Regions from separate parts of the Zea mays genome. Here region 2 is linked to region 1. A link is a contact called in public Hi-C data. All regions are on one chromosome and are shown on one strand. Each heading gives the region's core, a stretch centred on a gene start, on an enhancer-like site or on the middle of the called end of the contact. The rest is flanking DNA. Distances are from core to core; before and after follow the strand shown. Region 1 has its middle 32 kb from the start of LOC100277225. Region 2 has its middle 33 kb from the start of LOC100383692.

Region 1 (5,669 bases), core at 1,706-4,205:
AAAGAGTCTTGCACCAAACTTGCAGACACTTTCTCTCATAATGGTTCATCTGATGTTGAGGTACATGATCTTATTTCTGAATTGAAGATTTTGAAATTTACTCTTCCAGATGGCATATTGTCTGCTATGGAGATATTCGAGCATGTCAGAGATTTAGATTGCTATCCTAATGTCTCAATCGCTTATCGAATATTATTTACTATGCCTGTGACGGTTGCATCAGCTGAGAGAAGCTTTTCAAAATTGAAATTATTGAAGAACTATTTGAGATCAACAATGACTCAAGATAGATTAAATGGTTTGACAATTCTGTGCATTGAGAAGAAGATGTTGGATGATATTGATCTTAATGGTATAATCGACGACTTTATATCACAAAATGTTAGAAGAAATTTTTAGCATGATATCATGTGACATGTGACAAGTAAGTGTTATGGCTCTAATTTATATTTGTCATCTTATAAACTTTAAGGCGTGTCATAGACGTTTTTTTATTGAATGTTTAATTATTTATGTTTATAATTATATATATATAGACATATAATGTATATACATGGTGGATGGAACCTCCATAATGAATTTCACCTCAGGCCCCCAAAAAGTCAGGAACGCCCTGGCCCCCAGTTTGATAGCTTGATACGTAGGAGTATATGAAATGAAAGCGCGGAGGCACCAGCATGCATGGCTTCCCAGCTCCCCAAGCTGCTCCAGATATATATGATGAGATGAGATGCACCTGCACTGCACTGCAAGTCCGCAATCACGCAGAAGTTTTAGAATTGTGGTTTGCATGCAGGGTTCGAGGACCTAAACAATTTGGCCTCCAAGAATCAGGAGAAGTGCCGGCCGGGCCGGTGCGGCGCGGGTGTCGGGCAGGCGAGCGCCGACTGAGCTGGGCCGCAAGATCGAAGTGGGCTGGTTTGCACAAGGAAATGCTGAAATGAGATGAATAAACCCCGGAAATCCAGAAGACGCAATGAGATATAGATTTTTTTTTGAAAGTACTTCGAGGATTTAAGAAACAATAGTTAGATGCGTTGCTACTGATTCTATTTATGTTTGAGTATAGTGTATAAAATACGAAGACATATATGTTCTGTTGATACAAAGACAGCTGGGTAGAGTAGCATTAGCACTGAAGACTGAAGTGGCAAGCGAGAAGCGACCCCCTGCCGAGGGAAAAGACGGGGCGAAATCAGCTTGCAGATCATCGCAATTATTTTGTGCTTACGGCACCAGTAACAGCTACGGACTGTGGTCTCATCTCATCCCTCGTTCAAGTCCTCTTCCGGTTGGAACTGGGAAGATCCAACCAACCTTTCTGAATGATTCATGCGCGCATAACTTTCATCCGAAGAAACATGCATTATTAGCCCACGACGCAAAAGCGATGTACCATTGTGCCCCATTCATGCATAGCTTTTGGCAGATGCTTCGAATCCTTCTTCCCCCTTTTGGTTTAATTTTCCTGGCTAGCTTCAAACCCTTTTTCCATTGTACTCAGGCGTAGGACCCGTGTGGTGAATGATGTGAAAAATACATCCCGTGATAATGGCGACAAGGAGGAGGTAAATGAGAGAGCCAACAAATTTTACTTAAAGCCATCTTGCCTTATTTTTTTTTATTTGATCCTCGCACGATCACATTAACCCAAAAATTATTAAATTTGAACAATAAACTCGCAACACTACAGAGAAGATGTTCACAAGAAATCAGCTCAAAATTACAAGGTCTTTACCAGATCATTCAGAATTTATACTGCGCCATTCGGTATTAAAGAACGACATCTTAGCAAAATTGGTCTAAAGACCAAAGCTTTTATTCCAACCTCACAGAGGTTAAACACTTTGCTAAAGTTTACACAGATGGCAAAATTACAAATTTCAGATTAGATCTATGGATCTCACTCATGAGTCTAGAAGAAGGATACAACCTAACAACGATAAAAGAAATGATATGCTTGAAATATCAGATTGGTTGGATTAGACTCCCCATTATTATAGAGCTATTATACATTGACAACTTTTCTCTAGATAATCAGAGTCAAAACACTTGATCCAAAGGCGTATGGTCCAACTCAAGATCTATAGATCTAACGACCACGAGCTGTTTCACGACTTTGATTAATATTGATGCAAACTTCATAATAACGTCGTGTGTTGGCTCTAGTTCCCACCAAAACTTCACTTATGTTTTGAGATCCAAACCCAAATAACCATCTGCCTGATAGTTTTGAGGCCCAAACCGTCAAATCATCTTGACTTAATCAACATGGTCTACTCTTCCACGTATTGTTGCACTTATCAGTGTTTGTGTTAGCTATCATGATCATTCTTTCGTCTTCTCTAGTCACTCAGTCTAAGCTTTGATGTTCGTCCTTTATCGTTGTCAGTCCATCGGCATGAGTCTGCTTAACTTCATATTTGTTGTTGATCACCGCCTCTGTGGTTCACACCTATATATAGGGGTAGTAATGGATCGTGATTCAAATGCTTCTTTACAAAATGGTAGGGTACTAAATAAGTTTTAGTTCAAAAATAAATAGAAATAGGACCCGATCCTAATCAGATCCGATACTTAAATCTTATAGTGTAAAATTTAGAGCATATTGTCACCGCTACCTATATACTACAATACAAGTTGCCCCATCCACTCAGGCATTGAATACTCCACATACTCAACCAAAACCGATTATCTTATTGATAATCACTAATTACATTTGAACACCATTGGTTTATTATATTGGAGCTGTTGATTGGAACAACATATAATATAGTATGGTGTAACTCTTGGTTGGAACAATAACAAAAAAAATTAATGGTAGCTAACAAATATGACTTATCATTGAAGCAAATGAAAAAGGCCCAAGGAAAGTTGCCATGCTCTCTCTCCTGCCAGTAGAGGGGCTCCTTTTGTCCTGTGTCCCTAGTGAGACAACCCATCTAGCCTTTCCTCTTTCCTGCTTTCTATTCTTTTGCGTTGCAAGGGACGAGGACTCAAGGAGTACTACAGGACCCTAGCTTTGTAGGGTTCTTTCTTTCACCCAGAGTCTGAGAAGAGAAGGCTGAGATGCCACTTCTCTTTCCTCTGCCTCCCCCCGTCTCCGTCTTTTCCCGCCCGGCCCCGTCTCTTTTTGTTTCATTAATCTCTGTTGGGCTAGGGCTCTGACATGCCGAGAGAGGCTGAGCCACCACTACGGCGTGAGGGCGATGGGGGCACATGCGCCGGTGGCAATCGTCTGAAAAGGGAGACTCGACAAAGGAAAGGAGAGGAGGGTAGCGTTGCAGCAACTGGCTGGCCGGCCGTCTTTTGGTCACTCACTGCACTGGTGGTCACTGATAAACTGATGATAGGGAAAAGAAGGGGAAATGAGATGTGGAAGTGACCGGGGACGACGTGCGTGTCTCGGTAGGAACTGAACTGAAGTAGGATTGGCACGCACTTGCATGCTCGTTTGCTACGTCAGGAGCAAAGATTCTTTCTGAATTTTTGGCCTTCAGCAAAAATCTGGTAGTAGAGACGATGATGAGGCGACTTTGGTACATCTGTTCCCAGCTGATCCAAGGAGCCATTCGTCGTCTTCTCTAGTCTAGGGTGTGCATTCAGAGTCAGACCGAGAAACCGGCCGGGTTTGGGTTCTCGACCATTTTGAAACTTCTATGATAAAAAATTTAAGACCGGGCGGTACGGTCTTTAAAAAGATAAAACTGAGCCGTTAGATTTTGGTTCAGCCTTCATTGGTGAATGAACTCGTCAACTAACTACTATACAAGTTTATGAGGGCCAAGATATCCATAGATTGATCTACATGGGCAAATATAAGAATGAGCAAGTCAAAAACTAAATTGTCGTCTGGAACCTAAATTGTCATCTACAACATGTTAGAATTTATATGGCCTAGTTCGTCATGTTTGGGAGCATCCAATATTCCCCTCCTCCCAAACAAGCCCTTAGACCCATCATATGCAGAAATTCTAATAAATATCAAAGCAGAAATGCTTCATCGTACAACCTACGACCAGAGCACAATAAACATTAATCTACGACTATGGTTCCCTCTTATTCTGAACTAATAAATCATGAGCCATTAGATGATCCTAGTCATAAATGAGTCTATCATTGGACTCGTATGGGTAGCAGCGCTCATATCAAAGCTTAATTTTTTTTTGAACGAACGGCACGAGATTGTGCACGTTTCTATTAATAAAGAAGAGAGTGAAGCAGTGCCCAAGAGACACCGCAGGAAGGGTACATAGAGGTTACGTAATTACAGCATAGGTAAAAGCGCAAGAAGGTGCTTAGCACCTGCGACACCCCACAGCCTTGCCTCTGCCTTAATTGCTGCTAGCAGATCTGCCACTGACCTCTCTTGCCTTTGGAAGGTGCGGTTGTTCCTTTCCAGCCAAATGTGCTAGACCACCAGTAGGAGCAGGGAGCGCGTTCCCTTTTTGGGCACAGCGACTGAGCCGACCATAAACCACCACTGCTTGATAGAAGTAGAGTCCGGCCAGGTAGCTGGAGCTAAAGGGCCAATGGAGAGCCAAGATGCTAGGGCGTCCCAAATTCTCCTCGAGTAGCGGCAACCAACAATAATGTGATGAGCTGTCTCAGGGTGCCGCTTGCAAAGCGGACAAGAAGGACTGTGCGGCCATCCACGAGCTGCGAGCCTATCAGAGGTCCAAACCCGGTTGCGGATGATAAGCCAAGCGAATAGTTTGCATTTCGATGGCCCCCATGGCTTCCAAATAAGGGCTTTGAGATTGGAACAAGTGTGACCCATGAATTGAATCCGGTAAGCAGAGGCTGCAGAATATTCACCGGAGGCGTTGTAGATCCAATCGATGCGATCCTCTGTGTTCTGCACCAAGGAGACCGAATGAGCGAAGGACCAGAGCTCCACAAACTGTTTTAGATGATCCGCCGTGTGGATCGCGTGAAGATCAATGCGGTTGACCCACGTGCTGTCAGTCAAGGCCTCCCGAACAGAGAGCCTGCAGTCAGAGGAGGCAGCGAAGATGTCAGGCGCAATGTCCTTGGGTCGTCGACCGTTGACCCAGGCGCAATGCCAGAAGGAGGTCTTGGCGCCGTCGCCAATTGCGATTCTCGTGGCTGCTGCAAAGAGTAGTTTATCAGTGTCGTTGCAAGGGGTCTGTAACCCTGCCCAAGGGGCCTCTGGGACCTCCCACTCCCGCCACAGCCAGCGGAGCCGCAGCGCCCTTGCAAAGCGATGGATGTCAAGTACGCCGAGCCCCCCAAGATCCAACGGCCTTGCCACCGTCGGCCAGTTAACCTTGCACTTGCCACCAGTGAGGTTCTCATTCCCTGCCCAGAGGAAACGCTTCCTAAATTTGTCAATTTTTTCGAGCACCACCTTAGGTACATTAATGGCCGTAAGAGTGTGAACAGGTTGTGCAGACAACACGGATTTGACCAAAACGAGTCTTCCTGCAAAAGTGAAATTGCGACCTTGCCAGCATGTTAACTTGCTGCTAACCTTATCGAGAAGATACTGGAAGTCAACTTTTTTGAGCCTCTCAACCGACAAAGGAATCCCAAGGTATTTAATAGGGAATTGCGATCTTGAAGCAGGGAAGCCAGCAAGAATTTCGTCGAGATTGAGGCCAGCACATTTAATCGGAACGACTGAGGATTTCTGAATATTGGTACGC
Region 2 (5,398 bases), core at 885-3,384, 250 kb after region 1:
TAGTTTGGCTACTCTTGGATTGAAATGGTTTAGAGGGATTGGAGAGTGTTTAAATCTCTAATAGATCAAAAACTCCCACAATACATATCAATACACTTCAATTTCTCACATTACAAGAGTACTCAAACTAGGCCTTAGATTATATAAGTTGGATTATGATAAAATGGTAGGAGGGTAAAATATCACTTTATGACCACAAATAAGCTAGCATTGGATAGTTTATTTCAGCTTATTTATAATCCAAAAGTGATATTCTTACTTTTTTATCATTACACCATAATTTAACTTATATAATATAGGAGGAAACAAACATGGCCTTAGTATGGGTGGAAATTCCAAGCTATATACAAATACTGATATACAGAAGAGAAGATAATCGATTAGCATGCAATGACGACATACATATGTGACAAAGCTATGTCTTGTTCCTTTCTGCCTTGAATCCATTCCAAGGGTTACATGCCATGCATGTGCTACATATGTGCACAGAAAATGTCGCCGCAAAAGTATATATAGATATATGTGTCGATCTGTACAGGAATAGTGAAAACCGGCTATGCCAAATGCAACTGAATGTCATCATCGATCATGCATGCATGGGCAGCACACACTGAACTGGCGGCAGGACCACGTACGTACACAGGCCGCCGAGAAAGCATGGCCGTCCGACTTGTTGCTTCAACACCACTCTGAACACATGCCGGCCATATCACCATTATTATTCAGCCGGCCGCCAGCAGGCAGGCCACCATCGTCCGTGACAGGTAATGCGTACAGTGCCATCAGGAAACAGAAGTGCATGCACAAAAGATGAGGCTCCACATGCAATGTAATTCGAACAGGAGTACTTACCTACCTTTTTTTTAAAAAAAATACAGGAGTACTATATATATATATATATCTAGCAAGTGTTTGCTGAAAGCTATAGAGTTCGATCTCGACCTTTAATTTACGGGAAGCCAAGTATGGCCTGGACAACGACGTACGATCGAGATCTCCTTGGGCTTTGGCAGGATCTCTCTCGAGAATAAAGCCAACAAAGAGAGACGTACGATCTCCCGGTGTGCGCCGCTAGTAGCTGCCGTTCTCTGCATGCCAACCCCGTTCGTCTCCGAACAATCATTAGCGCTTGTGTGCGCGCGCGTGAAGGCATCATGGACGGCGATGACTCTTTCTTTTCTTCCCCTGCGCATTAGCTTATTTGCTGCGGCTTACTGGGCCTTTGATCCGACTGTGGCTCGGCCGGCTTCAATAGTATTTTATCATTATGGATTACAGCTGTTACAGCAGTTGCGGCTGTCAGCCAGCCAAACAAGCTCGAAAATTCCAATCTGTTTCTGAAATAGTCTATAACTTATGCTAAATAATAAATGAATATCATTTTTGCATTCACTGTTTTCTATTTATCGAGTGATTTATAGTTCAAATCTGAATTATTCGAATAAATTAAATTAAACGAACTAAATCTAATAGTTACAACAAACACTTTGATAATTGTGCAAAAAATAGAACATATATATCTATATACTGTACAAACACACAAAAATGGGGAAAATAAAAAAACAAATATACTTTATCGAGTGTCACGGAAAACACTCGACAAAATATTGATTTGCAGAGTGTTTTTCAGGTGACACTCGACAAAAAAGATATTTTGCCGAGTATGAACAGCTGACACTCGGCGAAGTTAACGGCCGTCAACTATAGACGACTACTGAGTTCTTTTGCCGATGGTCGCGTTTTCGCCGAGGGTTTGACACTCGGCAAAGTCTTCTTTGCCGAGTGTCTTTCTACGCCAATTATTTCGCCATCGATAAACAATGTATGTGCCGATATGATAGTCTTATTTTATCGAGCGTGACACTCAGTAAAGCATGCTTTGTCGAGTGCATGATAAATTGTACTCGACAAAAAGCCAACAACCAATCGACAAAGAACCGGATTTTTTTAGTGATTAGCTGAGAGCTGAGGTTGAGGCTCGCATGTGTGGATCGGACGATAGATGCAGCCGCAAAGCAGCAGACAAATTGAATATGCATGTATGGGGTATACTTTCTTAGTAGTACTCTTTATCTTGTCACTCCTCGCCCATCCCGGCCCCGGACCCGGCCCATCCCCAATAAACTAGGCCGGCGTGGCAGCATGCACGTACGGACGCCGAGCCGCCATGAGACCATGCGTGCGTGCACATGTCCGGCCAAGGCTTCTCGCTGAATCCTTTTGGAGTAGGAAAACGACGCTGCTTTTTTGTGTGTTTGTGCATTATACTCTTCTCCTTTCGTCGATTGTGATCCACCGATCGATCCATCCGCTGCTGCTGCCGCCCCTTTTCCGTACTACTAAAAGCGATCTATATATATATATATATATATATGTCTGCAACGACGACGATGTGGGCGTCAGGTTGCTTCGGCGTCTCGGCGATCGCGAATCGAGCTGCCCATGATTCGCACACATGCATGCACGTACGGTACTTGCTTGTATATAGTATATATTATTATTATTATTATATGTATGTGTGTGTGATGGGACAAAAAAATATAACATGCAGCTTCCTTTCCTTTGTGAAGCTTGTAGACTCTCAATCCCACACGTCTGCGAGACTCCCTGGTACACAGTGAATCGAAAATTTACCATGCATTTATGTGAATTGTGATTATAGGTAAGTACTAAGTAACACAATCTCTGTGCAACCATTCCACGACCGTACTCCTTCCGTTTTGTTTTATTTATCGCTGGATAGTGTAAAATTAAACTATCAAGCGACAACTAAAAAGAAAAGGAGGAAATACAAAATTTGAGATGTAACTGTTTTGGTATAGTACGCCACCGTGTAGCATGAATGGAACTTGAGTTGCATTGGCCCGGCCGAGCAAGCATGCATGTACACGGACTGCCCACTCCGGCTAGCGTGTGCACTGTTGGACTGCGTGGCGCCGTGTGCTCACTAGCTGACTACTAGTCTACTACTACTGGCTCGTGCTGCATTGCATGCATGCAACAGGCATGTGACGTGAGACACTGAGACCCACAGCAGTTGCAATAAAGCATCTCTGACACTCTTTGTAAATTTAAATCATTATTATTTTCTATATCTTTCTTTCCTTTAATAGAATAGATTTTCTATATATTATTTATGTTATAAAAATTGTTCTTATTTTCGTTTTCTATCTTTAGTTAAAGAAAATTTTAATAGAAGATATACCTATATATATATATATATATATATATATATATATATATATATATATATATATATATATATCAATAATCAATGTAAAAAAACCATCGAAGAAAACTTTGCTACTACAAAGAATACAGAGAGTTGCCCTTATATGTGGCCATCGTCAGACGCCTCAAGTGTGCATACGCAACGGCTAGCTAGCCGTTCCATACGTTTTGCTGTTTTGTGCCGGCGTCGACCGCGCTGATTTGTCGACACGTACAGGCTAGCAAAGCATGCATGTACGTGTACGTACGTATGTGTCTCGACAAAGCAGCGATATACTAAAAAACCATTTGCGATCTTGGATTCTAGCGAGCATGTAACTGCACGTATTCAAAAACCACCCATGAATCATCAGTTCCTGTGCTCACCCGATGCATGTACATGTACCGATGTACGTACTCACAGTTTGCTTTTTGTCTGGCGGTTTGGCACAGTACAGTAGTATGTTTGGTCACGTGGCTACCCATGCGTTTTTTTTTTTTTCCTTTGATAAGAGGTGGCTGCCCATGCGTTACTAGTTCATCGAGAATACATCGACCACCGTACGTGTAGACGTCACTCAACAACTCGAGTATATAGAAGAATATACTGCCCAGCTTGTCGTAAAGCTGGAGAAGGTAGATTTTCTTGGAGCTAGAGTGTAGAGATATCGACGGATACGAGATGTTTTTCGACGTGCGACGGTCGGCGGCCCCGCTTTGTTTAGAATTATAATCTACCTGAATTATATAATTAAACAATTTAACATTTAGTTTAAAAGTTATAGATTATATAATTTGATCAGATTATAATCTCAAACAAACACTCTTTTTATCGTATCCATTAGTACACAGAAAATATATTGCAGTAGTTTTAGAGCTATTTCCACTTACATTTTTCGGTACGTACTGCCAGTACTAGCTAGAGGCCAGTAAAAATGGCGATTATGTTAAGAAAACCACCAATTAAAATAGTTAACTAACGGTTGTCTAGTCGGGTCCACTAGCGCGTTGTAACCAAAACTGCCCGTAAAAAAAATTAACAACACACAATTAGAGTTCTTTTCTACTGATGATCTTAAATTCTCTCGTAGCAGTGCCACCGTGCCAGCCGTTCGCGCGGCTAGCCCGTGTCTCGTGTTGCTGCAGTAGCGCGCATGCAGTATTGCATCGCTATGGTCTCGTCGAGGACGTACTGTGCCCAGCTCGCGCATCAAGTCATATCGATCGATCGGTCTGAGCCAGCAGTGCGCATGCATGCACACTCGACCTAGCTACAGTGCGTCGTCTCGGGGCAACAACCAGCCCGATCGATCTCCATTCATTGTGTCCAGTGTAACGCCTTCACTTCTATATCACCCTGCGTGTGCATGCTGCGTCTTCTTCATGGAATTGCATGCAGCCTTGCAGGTGATGAGGGTTTAGTGCATGCGCATCTATCACACACTGTTGTTTCTAAAGAAAAGCGGTGTACATAGTTGCATGCGTGTTCTTCATGTACACAAATGTAAACCTACGTCTATGAACACGCATCACAATTCACAAACGAACGCTTTGAAAGATCTAAAACTCAGTAGTTCAATCTTTTCATTTGGAACCGCTTTAATTGCACGCCAAACTATGCATAGTTCGTGAACGAAAGTCGACAGATCGAGATCAAAGGGTGGCATCACACTTAGTAAAAAGTGAACCAGTGTTGCAGTGGTACGTATTAATTTATTTGGGGCTCACATGAGTCTTGAGTTTGGAAAGCACATTACGTTTCTCATGCAAAATACTACAAGGGGCCGGGGAGAGATTTACAAATCATAATCACCCCTGTGTTATCACTTACCAGTCGAATAATGTTTAGCAACAAATATAGTACCTCGTGTGGGGTCATCTAAATGGATGGATTTTTTTTAAAGAACTGGTAAGAGAACTGCATATTGCATTAAAAAGAAGAGGCTAGCCAAATAACTCGTTAAGCCAATTTTTTGTCTATTTAACAACAAAATAACTCTCCAACAGACTAGCTATCCAACTCGCCTAAACCATCTGACTCTCCAAATTGGCCTCCTCTCGTGCCAAATTTAGCTAGCCAAACTAAGAGCACCTCCAAGAGACTTTTCATTTTTGGCTCTCTATTTGACTATTTATTTACATTTTCATAAAGATTACACTATATATGTAGCATCTCACTCCAACAGAC

Evidence for each region. A called contact is a pair of places that touch in the nucleus more often than the background predicts.
Region 2: a contact with region 1 is called in a Hi-C map of leaf, with 6 times the contacts expected there. The contact joins two enhancer-like sites. A contact is called at or near these places in 3 of 25 Hi-C or Micro-C datasets (ear, leaf and an unstated tissue).

Annotation. Positions count from the first base shown.
Region 1 is chr7:129,289,211-129,294,879 of Zm-B73-REFERENCE-NAM-5.0, forward strand. No RefSeq gene overlaps it. Among protein-coding and RNA genes, the nearest start is that of LOC100277225, 32 kb to the left of the region's middle. Within about 2 kb of position 2,956, at least 16 of the 20 cell types and tissues checked have an H3K27ac peak or open chromatin away from gene starts, as enhancers often do. A contact at or near this core is called in ear and leaf, where this site is marked.
Region 2 is chr7:129,539,142-129,544,539 of Zm-B73-REFERENCE-NAM-5.0, forward strand. No RefSeq gene overlaps it. Among protein-coding and RNA genes, the nearest start is that of LOC100383692, 33 kb to the right of the region's middle. Within about 2 kb of position 2,135, at least 18 of the 20 cell types and tissues checked have an H3K27ac peak or open chromatin away from gene starts, as enhancers often do. A contact at or near this core is called in ear and leaf, where this site is marked.